Linked DNA regions of Mus musculus: region 1 is linked to region 2. Evidence: chromatin contacts called from public HiChIP or PLAC-seq data. All regions are on one chromosome and are shown on one strand. The core of a region is the stretch at or near the end of the contact, and the rest is flanking DNA. Distances in the headings are between cores, read along the strand shown. Region 1 overlaps Plekha4 (pleckstrin homology domain containing, family A (phosphoinositide binding specific) member 4). Region 2 holds the start of Snrnp70 (small nuclear ribonucleoprotein 70 (U1)).

Evidence for each region. HiChIP or PLAC-seq counts read pairs in DNA pulled down with a chosen protein or histone mark.
Region 1: a contact with region 2 is called in a FOXA1 HiChIP or PLAC-seq map of pancreatic cancer cells. The contact joins the enhancer-like site here to the promoter of Snrnp70 in region 2. A contact is called at or near these places in 17 of 39 promoter capture datasets (the 3T3-L1 cell line, the C10 cell line, the HPC-7 cell line and 11 more), 10 of 484 Hi-C or Micro-C datasets (the G1E-ER4 cell line, cerebellum, cumulus cells and 6 more), 5 of 115 datasets of contacts at active chromatin or transcription factors (embryonic midbrain, embryonic stem cells, intestinal villus epithelium and 2 more) and 3 of 9 other capture datasets (adipose tissue, liver and pancreatic islet).

The regions. Positions count from the first base shown.
Region 1 is chr7:45,535,271-45,542,016 of GRCm38.p6, forward strand. It overlaps Plekha4 (pleckstrin homology domain containing, family A (phosphoinositide binding specific) member 4), which reads left to right. Exons shown (of 20, transcript NM_001381849.1): 7 at 2,387-2,602; 8 at 2,928-3,207; 9 at 3,936-4,019; 10 at 5,210-5,257; 11 at 5,561-5,641; 12 at 5,785-5,934. Among named protein-coding and RNA genes, the nearest start is that of Plekha4, 9.0 kb to the left of the region's middle. Within about 2 kb of position 3,526, at least 174 of the 459 cell types and tissues checked have an H3K27ac peak or open chromatin away from gene starts, as enhancers often do. A contact at or near this core is called in adipose tissue, cerebellum, embryonic fibroblasts and 8 more, where this site is marked.
Region 2 is chr7:45,391,914-45,398,541 of GRCm38.p6, forward strand. Snrnp70 (small nuclear ribonucleoprotein 70 (U1)) reads right to left here and starts at 3,829. Exons shown (of 10, transcript NM_009224.5): 1 at 3,596-3,829; 2 at 2,746-2,902; 3 at 350-412; 4 at 166-220. The coding sequence starts at 2,892.

The DNA of each region.
Region 1 (6,746 bases), core at 2,276-4,775, 140 kb after region 2:
CACATATGTGCCTGGTGCTCTCAGAGGCTGGAAGAGGGGGCCGGGTTCCCTGGGATTGTAATTACAGTTGTTAGTGGCCTTGAGGGTACTAGGGATTAAGCCAGATCTTAACCCAGTGGTGTGTGGACTTGCCCTCGGGACTTCCCCTATACCACTAGACAGGCAGTCTGTGATTTTGTGTTTGGTTGTATGTCTGTGTGTGTACACATGAGTTTGGGTGCTGGCGGATGCAGGAAGTGTTAGATCTCTCTGGAACTAAAGGAGTTATAGGAGGTTGTGAGCTGCCAGGGTAGGTGCTAAGACCTGAACCTGGATCCTCTAAAGGGCAGCAAGCACTCTTGTTTTTTTTGAAAGATTTATTTATTTAACGTATATAAGTACACTGTAGCTGTCTTCAGATGCACCAGAAGAGGGCACTGTATCCCATTACAGATGGTTGTGAGCCACCATGTAGTTGCTGGGAATTGAACTCAGGACCTCTGGAAGAGCAGTCAGTGCTCTTAAGCACAGCCCTGAAGCAAGCAAACTGCTGAGCTATCTATCTCTCAGTTCTTGTTTATTTACTGAGGGTTGAAGCCAGGGTTTCACACTTTATTTAAGCCAGCTGTGTAGCAATGAGCTACCTCCCCAGCTGACCAAGCCAGCTCAGTCAGTCAACAGGTTCTCCAGCCCTGGAGTGAGGATTAAAAAGAAAAAAGACAGTTAGACAACATTGTAACTTGACCCCAGTCAATTTTGAGACTGAAGGCAAATTTTCCCAATCCACTTTTTATACCATTTTAATTGCATGCAAATATTCAGGGCGAGCAGTACAATTAGGAACTAACAGGGCAGAAAGCAAAGTCCCATGATTACTCCCATGACAGTTGTTTAAAAAGAACTTGTCATAATGACCAAAATACTTGAGCCCACTTCCTTGTCCAAGCCCAAAATCCTGCCTAAAGCCTACTTCTTTTGTTGCACCCTAAGATTAAAATTCCTGCCTTACCCCACTTCCCTATTATAGCCTAGAGTTAGATTCTTGCTGAAACTTCCTTCCTTATCATGCCCAGATGTCAGATTCCTGCCTGAGTTTATGTCCCTGTCATGGCCAATGTCAGATCCCTGCCAAGCGGCACCCCAAAAGGCTCTCCACACCCAGCCCTACTTTTAAAATGAGTGAGTGTGTGTGTGTGTGTGTGTGTGTGTGTGTGTGTAATGCATCTAAGTGTACAAGTTCATATGCCTGGGTCAGTGCACGAGGCGGCCAGAGCTGGGCATCAGGTGAGCTTCTTTGCTGCTCTCCACCTTATTACCATGAGACAGGGTCTCTCATTAGGCTGGAAGCTTGCTGGATTAGTCAAGCTGACCAGCCTACAAGCTCTCAGCAGCATCTGTCTCGGATCCCCAGTTTCCTAGAGTATAGGGACACAGAACTGTGCCTAGATGGTTGGTTGGTTGGTTTCGGTTTTTTTGAGACAGGTTTTCACTATATAACCAGATTGGCTTGGCACTCAGATCCACCTGTCTTTGCCTCCCCAGGGCTGAGATTTAAAGTGTGTGCCACCTTTGCCCTGATTGATTGCTGTTTTGTGGGACAAGGGTTCCATTTGTCCTCATCCGAGATGGCCTTGAGTTTAGACCCTTCCTGTTGTGGGCCAATTTTTTTTTAAGATTTATGTATTTATTTAATGTATATGAGTGCTCTATCTTCATATACACCGGCATGCCAGAAGAGGGCATCAGATCCCATGTGATTGCTGGGAATTGAACTCAGGACCTCTGGAAGAGCAGCCAGTGCTCTTAACCTCTGAGCCATTTCTCCAGTCCCTGTGAGCAAATTTTTTTTTAAAAAGTGGGTTCACTCCCGATCTGGGGAGACTAATGCTGGGTAACTCAAGACCAAGAACTCAACCAAGAACTCAAGGACAGCCTGGGCTACAGAGACAGCCTGGGCTACAGAAGTGCTGTCTCAAAAAGCAAGCAAACAAACAAAAACAAAACAAAAACCAATCAAACAAACAAAACCCAACATCACCATCACCCCTCAACTTCCCCCCCAAATGTCAGACTGTCTTGGGCACTTTCCCATCCTGTCCCAGTTCCTAGATATCAGGGCACTGGGTCCTGTGCCAGTAGACCCAGTGTCCTGTTAGGAGCAAGAATGAGGAACAGGGGCTGGTGAGATGGCTCAGTGGTTAAGAGCACCAACTGCTCTTCCAAAGGTCCTGAGTTCAAATCCCAGCAACCACATGGTGGCTCACAACCACCAGTAATGAAATCTGATGCCCTCTTCTGGAGTATCTGAAGACAGCTACAGTGTACACATAATAAATAAATAAATAAACAAATCTTAAAAAAAGAAAAAAGAATAAGGAACAGATCCCTCTTCTTCTTCACTTGCTAGCGGACTCCCGAGGTCACCTGCACGTCCCAGGCCTGGGGAAGGTCCTGGGGGACCCGGAGGACCCCCAGAGGTGAACAGAAGGGAAGAGGGGCGCATCTCAGAATCACCAGAGGTAGCTCGGCTCTCCAGAGGTCTTGGCAGACATGAAACGCACACTCCCAACTCTACAGTGGATCTGCAGACTGACACCTGGAGTCGTAGAACCCGGAGCCCAGAGTAAGAAGGAACCCTTTGGGTGCTTTGTCTAATGGTAGGGCAAGGGAAGGACTGGTTGGCCCAGTGAGGCTTCTTTGGAGGTCTAAGGAAAGAGGGAGCTAGCTGGAAGCGTGGCTTAAGGGAAGGATGGGACCCCAGAGGCCTGGGTCAAGGCTTGGTCTTTTGCAGGTAAATGGATGCATATATTCCCAAAGGGAACACACCCACTCTGCCTAGCAGAGGGGCAGTGCGACTCAGGGAAGCCAGATACTCTTGTTGGGTAGAGAGATGGACTGGGAGCAGGAACTCAGGCTAACACAGTTTCCCGATTATCTCCTTTCCACAGGTTGTTCTCACCCCTTTCCCGGCCTCCCTCCCCTCTGAGCCTTCCCCGTCCTCGCTCTGCCCCGGCCCGGCGACCCCCTCTCTCAGCAGGAGACATCTCATTTCCTGCCCGACCGCATACTCCTTTGAGTCGCATCGATGTCCGACCTCCTCTGGATTGGGGACCCCAAAGACAGACCCTCTCCCGACCTCCCATTCCACGCCGAGGACCTTCCTCTGAAGCTGGCGGAGAACGGCCACCCAGGAGTCCCCAGCCCCGGACACCAGAGCAGAGAACGCAGGTGCTCGAAAGGAGCAGACTACATTTCCCACTAGGCTTCCAGGCTCGCTTTCTAGGCCAGTGATTGAGTCATGCTTCCCAGGAATTATGGGGATTATAGTTCACAATGCAACTGGTCATCTCCGCCTCCCCCCCCCCCCATATGGTGGTGCTGTGGGTGGGTGGGTGGGTGTACCATTGCTCCTATAGTGATTCCACGTCCCATCAGGTCTCAGGATGTGTGTGGAGGAGTTTTGGGGGGGGGGGGGTAGCGCGTGCTCGCGTACCTTTGCTTCTATGTATTGTGGGTATTGTAGTCCAGAACACTCTCTTTGAAACTGAGAGGCCAAAGCATAGTTTGGATTCCAGTTATTGTTTCAACATAGCCAGCCTCCTGACAATCCCTCTAAGAATCACGGGTTTATAGCCCAGAATATCGGAAGCTAATTTCCAGCAACCCCTAGTGGTTTTGCCATGCTAGTCCATTTATTAGCACCCTGTGTGTATGTAGCCAGTGTAGTTGAGGATGTGTGTGTGTGTGTGTGTGTGTGTGTGTGTGTGTGACTGTTCTAGGCAAGTACTTTACCACTGACCTACTCCACGGTCCTCTTTTTAGCTTCTCATTTTGAGACAGGGTCTCTCTAAGTTGTCCAGGTAGGCCTTAAACTTACTCTAAAACCCAGCCCTCCAGAGTAGCTCAGATGATGGCCAGGGCCACTAGACTTAACCAGATGTTTCTATGCATTTCAGTCTACCCAGGCCACCTCTGGTTCGTCCACCTATCTCCAGCTGCCCCCAAGACCTCCTGGGACCCAGGCCTCCATGATTTTGCTGGTAGGTCTCCTGCAGCCCCAGGAATCCAGTAGATTCCGTCTCTTGCTTGACCTTCTCAGCACCCCCCTCCCCTAGGATAGTTGTCTCCTGGCCAAAGAGCCTTGATATGAGGCTCCCTGGGTAGCTGCTCTTATTGTTTTCCCATGACTGATAGAGCAAGATATGGAATAAAGAAATGAGGACATGAGCGATCCTAGCTATAGCCGAGAAGATTTATTAGTATAGATACAAGGGAGAGAACAGCCAGAGGCACCTGGAAGAGGCCAGACTGAACCAGGCCAGCAGGCTCAAGGGAGGCCATGGGGGAGAGAAAGGGATGGGTGGGAGGGGAGGGGAGAGGAGAGGAGAGGAGAGGAGAGGAGAGGAGAGGAGAGGAGAAAACAGAAGGAGCAAAGAGGGGAGCTGAGGACTGAGACCAAGAAGCCAAAATGGCTGAGGTTATACAGAAACCAGAGAAGGGGGGGGCGGGGGGAGGAAGTTTTCAGGGGCCGGATGGGTTCAGGTTAGGGGACTGGATGAGAAAAGTGCTGAGAGGAACCAGGACTCTTCTGAATGCTGAGCCCGCTTTGCTATGTTAAATAGACATATTTAAACGTTCTACCTGCATGTATGTTAGTGTAATTTCTGCATGCCTCGTGTTCAGGGAAATTGGAAGGCATTGGATTCCCTAGATCTGCAGTTGCAGGTGACTGCAGGCTACGGTGTAGGTGCTGGGTCCTGAACCCTGGGCTTCAGAAAGACCAATAGATGCCTTTCTTCCCCCAAATGATAGCTGTGAGCCACCACATGGGTGCTGGGAATTGAACCCAGGTCCTCTGAAAGAACAGCCAGTGCTTTTAACAGCTGAGCCATCATCTCTCCAGCCCTGACCTGAAGTTCTGATCCTCCTGGGTTGGTCTTCTGAGTGCTGGGATAGAAAGCGTGCACCTCTGTGCCCAGCTTGCCAGTTTTCAATGTGTTAACTGTGCAGGCTGTGTGGACACTGTTTCCCATCTGCAGTGTTTTCTGTGGCTATTTGAGTCCTGAGCCTCCTGAAATCTGTTGGAAGCTAAGATTCCTGCTGTTGAGTCCAGAGGTTTCTAAGGCTTGGAAGGATGCCAATCAGTCTATCCATGGACAGAGTGTTTGGCTCCTCACTGACAGTGTGAACCTGCCAGTCACCTTTGACCCTGGAATTTTCTCCTTCTTAGCCAGGACCCCCTGTGGACTCAGCTTTGCATCAGAGCTTGGAGACAGATGTAAGTTCTCCCAGATCCAAACCCTGTTGCAGTCTCAGAGTTGAAAGGGTTTTAGACCAGCAGTTCTCAACCTACGGGTCTCGAGCCCTTTGAAGTGGCATTATGATTCGTAACAGCAGCAAGATGACAGTTATGAGGTAGCAACAAAATAACTTTATAGTTGGGAGTCACCACAAGGTGAGGAACTGTGTTAAAGGGTCGCAGCATTAGGAAGGTTGAGAACCACTGGTCTAGATGGAACTGGGGCAGGGCAAGCCAGGCGAGATGGATAAACATGTCTCTACTCCCCCCCCCCCCCCCCAGACGTTGTTGACTAAGCTGTGTGGGCAGGACCGGCTCCTGAGGCAGCTACAGGAGGATCTGGACAAGAGGCAGGAGGAGAAGGTACAGAAGGGGTGATGTGCCTTAGCTGCTCCTGCCCTTGATTCCTCCCCAGGCACCAGGGTCGAGATGCTTCCCCTGTGGTGGGCTTGGGGGGCTCGCTTGCCCTCTTGGCTTCAGAAGTCCAATCGCTGTGGTCTGTGCAGGAGCAGCTGGAGGCAGCTTTGGAGCTGACCCGGCAGCAGCTGGGCCAAGCTACCAGGGAGGCTGCAGCTTCCGGGAAGGCCTGGGGTCGCCAGCGCCTTCTGCAGGACCGGCTGGTGAACGTGAGGGCTGCTCTGTGTCACCTGGCTCAGGTGAGCATCTGGGAAGAGACTCCCAGGCTTGTGCAGGTCACTGCAGAGATTCCGTAGGCCTGTGGGTTGTTCTCGAAATGCCAGTGCAGTCACAAAACCCACTCATAACTCTAAATCTATCATGTTTAAAAAATGTGTTCTTACTACATGTGTGTGTGTATGTGTGTGCACATGTGAGTGCATATGTATGTATTGTGTGTGTGTGCACATGTGAGTGCACATATATGTATCCCACAGCACCCATGTGAGGGCCAGAGGACAATGTGAAGGAGTCAGTCTCTTCTATTCTGTTGGTCCTGGGGACCAAGCTCAGATCATCAGACTTGGCAGCAAGTCCCTTTAACAACTGAGCTATCTTACAGGCTCCTTAAACCCATACTCTTGATTTTTATAGAGGCTACGGGGCAAAGAGCCCAGCTGTAACAAAACTTAATTTAGTAGCTTAGGGATGATGATTATCATCATCACCATAACCACCATTATCATCATCATCATCATCATTGGTTTTTGGTTTTTTGTTTGTTTGTTTGTTTGTTTGTTTGTTTTTGGCAACGGTTTCTCTGTGTAACCCGAGTTGTCCTGGAGCTCACCATGTGAATCAAACTGGTCTCAAACTCACAGAGATCCATCTGCCTCTGCTTCCCTAGGGCTGGGATTGAAGGCTTGTGCTACTACACCTGGCCTAGAGGATGATTTTTAAAATGTGTTTTCTGTTATACATACGTGTGTGTATGTATGTGGATGTATATGTGCACATACATGGACACACACATATATGTGAACCCAGGGCTTCACTCACAAGGTGATCTGTG
Region 2 (6,628 bases), core at 2,579-5,078:
ACCAGGACAACCCACAAAGGCCAATCCAAGTGCAGTGCAAGTGGTTGCTAGGAAAGTGACCCCAACTCTGCTTCTCAAGCTCCCAAGAGAAGAGCCCCACAAGTGACCTGGGAAGAGGATGAAAATGAGACTGAAGGGGAAGATTGCTAGGAGGGAGAACCTTACACATTTTCAGCTCTGTCTCCACTTCCTGCTGTCGCCGTTCAATTTTTTCCCGTCTCTGCCAGTAGAAAAAAGAAGTAAAGTAAGTGTACCCAGAAGTATCTTCATTTCAGGGACCATCTGGAAAAAAGTAGCTAAAAAAATACAACAAGCCAACCCAAAAGACTCAGAGGTAAAAACAGCATACCTTTCTCTCCATGCGTTCTTCCCGGGTTTCTGCTCTTGTTGGAGGAGGAGCATCTCGAGGGTCCTAGAAACAAGAAAGGTGACAGGGAAGGAATGCTGATGGAATAGCAAGGCGTACCACAACAAAGACTCTCTCATACACCTTCCCAACACAAATGCCAGAAGTTCCCTATAAAGGGGAGGAGTGGTCCAGATTGGGTATACTCCAAGGACCAATGCTGACCAGGCTGCCGCACACCTGCGGCATAGTCACAGAGACACCTCCAGTGTTCAGAAACTTCTGCCCAGTCCAAGTAACTTTATGTCTACTACGCATAATTTTTAAAAAACCAACAAACAAACAAACCTGTCTGATTTTTGAAGGTCTTTAAAAAAAAAATAAACAGAAACAATTTCTTTGTATTTACCAAAAGCATCAATTTCTGGGCAATGGTAGCACACACCTTTACCAGCACTTGAGAGAACTGGCAGGCTGATCTCTGAATGGGAGTCCAGCCTGGTCTACAGAGCAAGCTCAGGACAGGGTAAAAAAAAAAAAAAGAACATCAGTCTAAATGCCTATAGCCATTTGACATGATGTAGATGTCATAGCTGTAAAATATAATACCAAAGCTGCATAGTTCCTTCCATAGCCAAGAATCCTGTCACTTTCCACAGTTCCAAATATGATTTACAGACAGCCAAAAGCTAGAAATATGCCTGAAATAATGGTGGACAGGGCAGACCTCCAAAGCAAGACAATCTGCAAAGACATAGCAAGTCATAAAATGATACCTCTCCAGGCTATCATTAAATGCTAATTGGCACATGACCTGCAAAAAGGGTACCCCTGAGCTATATCCATTAAATTAAATATTTATTGTATAATAACATTTCTCAAGTAGAGGTTTACCAAGGTAGGCAGACAAATATTACTAAAGAATCACCTTTCTGTTATCTAGTAAATTCTGCTTTTCCTACTCAATATCAGAATGTTCCTCCTAAGACTTGTGGTTATATGGCAGTATTCCTTAGGTTTGCTCTGAAGGTGGGCATGACAAACTTTCTGCATAAAAGAACTGACTCCAAGAAGCTCAAGTGACTCAGATTAAGTCATATGTACTCAGCAAGTAGAGCCAAACCCCTAGCTCCCAGCTGTGAGCACTGCAAGATGCTATAGTGTTCAGCACTAGTAAACACTATCCTCTTCTAAAAATAACCTTACTTTTACATTATTTATTTATCTGTTTGTTTATTTAGCTAAGGATGTATGTGCGTATCACTGTGCACATAGAGATCAGAGGACAGCATGCTAGAGCATACCCTCTCCTTCCATATTGTGGATTCTAGGAACAGAACTCGGATTTCTTGGCAGCAATCACCTTTTACTGCTAAATCATATTGTCTACGCAACCTTGTCCTCTTAAAGACAAAAAAACAGTAACTACATTGACAAGCATTGATATTTACTGCCTTATTCCAAACCCTTTAACATAAATTCTGTGACTCAGCTCTCTACTGGTTTCATCTTACTGCTACCTCTTGCTAAAGGCCAACCTAACCAATGCGTTAAACATTATGTTTTCTGGGTTAGTGGCAGATACTTATAATTCTAACTCTTTGAGTACAGTAAGCATCAAGAGTTCAAGTTTAGCCTTAGTGACAAGGAGAAATCTACAAGACCATGAAAGAATGTATTCCCCCCACCCCCCAGCCAAAGAGTCAAAACAACAACAACCCACAAACAAAACAAAATCGACAGAGGTGGATCACCTAACCCTGGAGAGGCAAAGGCAAGCAGATCTCTTGAGTTTGAGGCCAGCCTGGTCTACAGAGTGAGTTCCAGAACAGCCAGGGCTACACAGAGAAACCCTGTCTGGGGACTTAGGAGTCAGGGTGGAGACACAATTGCCAATGTAACCAATTTGGCCAATCACTTGGGCTAGGGACTACCACATCCATACAAAAGATATTCTTAACCCTACAAGGAAATGAGCCGCTCCTGGAAGCACACACCCATTACATGCAGCATTTACATGACTGAGAAAGGACTGCCATAAGATCTAAGCTACACAGCAAAACCGTATCTCAAAACTCAACGAAAAGAGGTTAGCACTATGGTTCTGCAGGCTAAGGCTCTTGCAGCCACGCCTGACAACCTAGGCTTCATCTCTTGGACCCACAAGATGGAGAGAATGGCCTCTTTCAAGCTGTCCTCCGACATTCACAGATTTGCACATACACCCACATATACAAAAGTATAATTAAAAAAATTAAAATGCACACAAAAGCACAAAACATGATCAGAAAACGTAAAAGCCACATGTGTGAACCACACAACTAAAACTGTTTTGAAGCCGAATGCCTCAGGGTAGCCTGCCCCATCCAGAGCTAAACCCTCCCTCCCAACATGCTCACCTCAAACTCTCGGATGTATGGTGCAATGCCACAGTAAGGTTGGTTATGGTGTTTTTCATGTGGCAGCTTTTCCAGGGGTGGCAGGTATGGGATGGGATCTCGGGGTGCAAAAAGGGCCAGAAGGTTGGGAGGCAGAAACTGTGTCATCTTGCCAAATCTAAGACCAGAAACGTTATGTTAGCATACTTTACTTAGCACTGCTTTCTTTTAGGCCCCCTTCACCCAAAACAAACAAACAAACAAACAAACAGGTGTGAGATTTGGAGACGGATGCTGCTATCCTGGTCAAGGGAGTGACCAACATCTGCTTGAAGAAAAGCTCTTGGTAAGAGCTGAAAAACTTAAGGCTGGTAACAGAAAACAAAGGGGAAAAGGAGTAGGAGGTGTGGGACCCAGGTCGAAGCCTCGCGCTCTAGAGGTTGCTCGCTTCATACCTTTAAGATTATGAAGTAGGGATTTCAAGGGAGGCCATAAGGATAATATCCAGGAAGCCAGGGGCCTCTGCGTAAAATATCTAGGAGCCGAGAGACGAAAGGAATTATGGGTAGAGGTCCAGGATGCGACCAAAAAAAAAAAAAAAAAAAAAGGCGAGAAAAAAAGGCAACACACAAACCGCAAGGGCCTGTGGGTAGGGGACCGCAGGAGATTGGGGGAGGGGGATCCTGAGGGAAAGAAGGCTGGAGTGCCCAGAGAACTCTGGGTAAAGGATGGGGGACGCAGAGGGAGAAGTCAAAGGCACTAACCCGGGAAACGGGCCACAGCAGCGGGGAAAGGGTTCGGGAACCCCGCAAGGGCTTGTGGGTAGCGGCCCCACTCCCCGTTAAGGCCTCTCATTCACCCACTCACTCACCGCGCGGCGCTCTCCTCAGCCTGACGTTAGCCTCAGGCCTCGCGGCCGCCCTTCACAAACAAAAACTCCCGCTCCGACTTCCACTTCGGCGGCGCCCGCGTCAGGTAGCTTCGGTGGTCCGCGCAGCGCGCGCAAACCAGACCTCTCCTCACAACCCGCGCGGCCTCAGCTCGCGACCAGAACTGGGAGTGGAGACGACTCGAATCCCTCCGCCTTTCGCAATGCGCATGCGCCGTACGAGTCAAACGACACCCTCACAGCAGTCCAGGCCTTACCAGGGGCACTGCGCATGCGCCAAAACTGTACTCATTCTGAAATGGCTAAACATCCGCGGCCCGGCTGTCGTACTGCGCATGCGTGATCGGACCTAGGTCGGTCTCAGCCTCGCGCTCTAGCTAACCGCCTATGACCGCGAGACACTTATGGAAGGTCCGCCCTTTCTCCTTACACTTCCCGGACCTTGTGCGCATGCGTCTAAGTGATGCACCACGTCGCATATCCTTCCGCAGCCTGTCAAAAAGTGCCTGCATGAACAGGGTCTTTGCGTTTACGTTGGATTTGACAGGAAACTCTTGCCCGGGTAGCGGTTGTGCACGCCTTTTATCCCAGCACTTAGGAGGCAGAGGCAGGCGGATTTCTGAGTTCGAGGCCAGCCTGGTCTACAGAGTGAGTTCCCGGACAGCCAGGGCTATAAAGAGAAACCCTGTCACAGGGAGGAAAAAGAGAGAGAGAGAGAGAACTCTTTCCCAAAATTTTTGTATGTGCTAGCCACCGTTTGGCTCATGATAAAATAGTCATCTCTTTGGCTCAGTGGTTAAGAGCGCCGACTGCTCTTCCGAAGGTCCCGAGTTCAAATGCCAGCAACCACATGGTGGCTCACAACCATCCATAACGAAATCTGATGCCCTCTTCTGGAGTATCTGAGGACAGCTACAGTGTACTTACATATAATAAATGAATAAATCTTTAAAAAAAAGTCATCTCTTCTTCCTGGAGCTCATATTGTTGAGAGAAAAAGATAAATCTGTTTTGTATTATTTTTCCTTTTTATTTTGTCTTTTATTTTTTTCTTTCTCAGAGCTGAGGACCAAACCCAGGGCCTTGCTCTACCACTGAGCTAAATCCCCAACCCCTACTTTTCCTTTTTAATGTGTTCTGTTGTTTTTATCTTTACTTTTTTTCAGACAAAGTTTCACCATAGCCAAAGATGTCTTTGCATTTTGTATCAGTATGTATATTTTATCTTTTTATATATATGTGTGTGTGTGTATATGTGTGTGTGTATATATATATATATACACACACACATATATATTTCCTGTTTTCTGTACACCAGGCTGACCTTGAACCCACTGACCTCTGCCTCCAGAGTGCTGGGATCAAAGGCATAGAGCACACAATTCCAGGCTTTTTCTTTTTCATTTTCTCTTCTTTCTCCTTCTTCCTTCTTTCTTTTGTTTCTTTCTTCTTCATTGGAGACAATGAAGGATCTGGAGAGATGACTCAGCAGTTAAGGGCAACTGGCTGCTCCCTCCCACGGTCCTGAATTTGATTTCCAGCAACCACATGATAGCTCACAACTATCTATAATGGGATCTAATGCCCTATTCTGTTTTATGCTCTCTGTTATGGAGGCATACAGGCATGTAGAGCGCTCATACACATACATACATACATACATACATACATACATAAATTTTTAAAGTAAAGCTGGGCAGTGGTGGCGCAGGCCTTTAATCCCAGCACTTGGGAGGCAACGGCAGGAGGATTTCTGAGTTTGAGGTCATCCTGGTCTACAGAGTAGTTCCAGGACAGCCAGGGCTACATGGAGAAACCCTGTTTCGAAAAACCACACACACACACACACACACAAAACTTTAGAGTGCACTGCCCATAGAGCAGCTCAGGCTAACCCTGTCCATCTCACTCCCATATTAATGGGATTACAGGCTCCTAGATTATCTGAGTTTGGGATGGAACCTGGGGCAACTCTACAAAAAAGTCCTCTCCACCCTGACCTTCACCTCTTGGCAATCCCCCTGACTCAGCTTTCTATGTGCTGGGTTTACAGAATTTGCCACTACCCAGGGTTTGTAGTTTAAAGGCCAGCCTGTGCTACAGAGAAGCCTCTCTCAGGAAAACAAAGAGAGGAGCTGGGGAGATGGCTTCTGTATAAGGAGCCGAGTTCACCCACATGCCCCTCCTCTGCACCTGTAAAAATCTCAGCACTTAGAGCGCTGTCTATAACTCCAGCACGAAAGATGGAGAGGGGAGGATTCCTCTCAGTCGCCAAGAGTTTAATTCCAGGTGGAGTGAAAGGCCTGGATAATTAAGGTGGAGAGTGACTGAGGAAAACCAAAAACTCGGTGGGGCCTTGACCTCTGATCTCCACCCCAACCTGCAGTGCATGGCTGCACACAACTTTAGTCCCAGCATTTTGGAGGCAGAGGCAGGTGAACCTCTGGAATTTGAGGCCAGTCTGGGCTACATGTCCAGTTCCAGGTCTAGATGTAGATCTCTATATGACAGAGAGACCAAGTCTCAAAAAACAAAAACAAACTTACAAGGTAACCCAAGATGGCATTGAACCCTTATGTAGTGAAGGGTGTGTTGACATTTTGTCTAGGCTCTGCCCCGCAGTTACTTGGCAGCAGCCAGGTGTGCCTGACTCACTATAAAAGGGGCTGCTTGCCCCCTCCTCCCTCTCTTGCCTTCTTGTTCTCCCTCCGTCCCTTGCTCCTGCCCCACCCCCACCCCTCTCCATTTCCCCTCCTGCCTCTCTCCCCACGTGCTCATGGCCTGCCTCTACTCCTCTACTCTTTCTCTCTCTGCCTTTCTCTGTCTCTACTACCCTCTCAGCTCCCCTCCCCATGCCCTGAATAAACTCTGTTTTATACTATACCATCGTGTGGCTGGTCCCTCAGGAGGAAGGGATGTCTCAGCATGGGCCCGCAGAGGCACCCCCACACACACACCTGGTTGCAAAGCCACCAAACACATCCCTTCTCTATCTCTTTATGAGCCACTACAGGA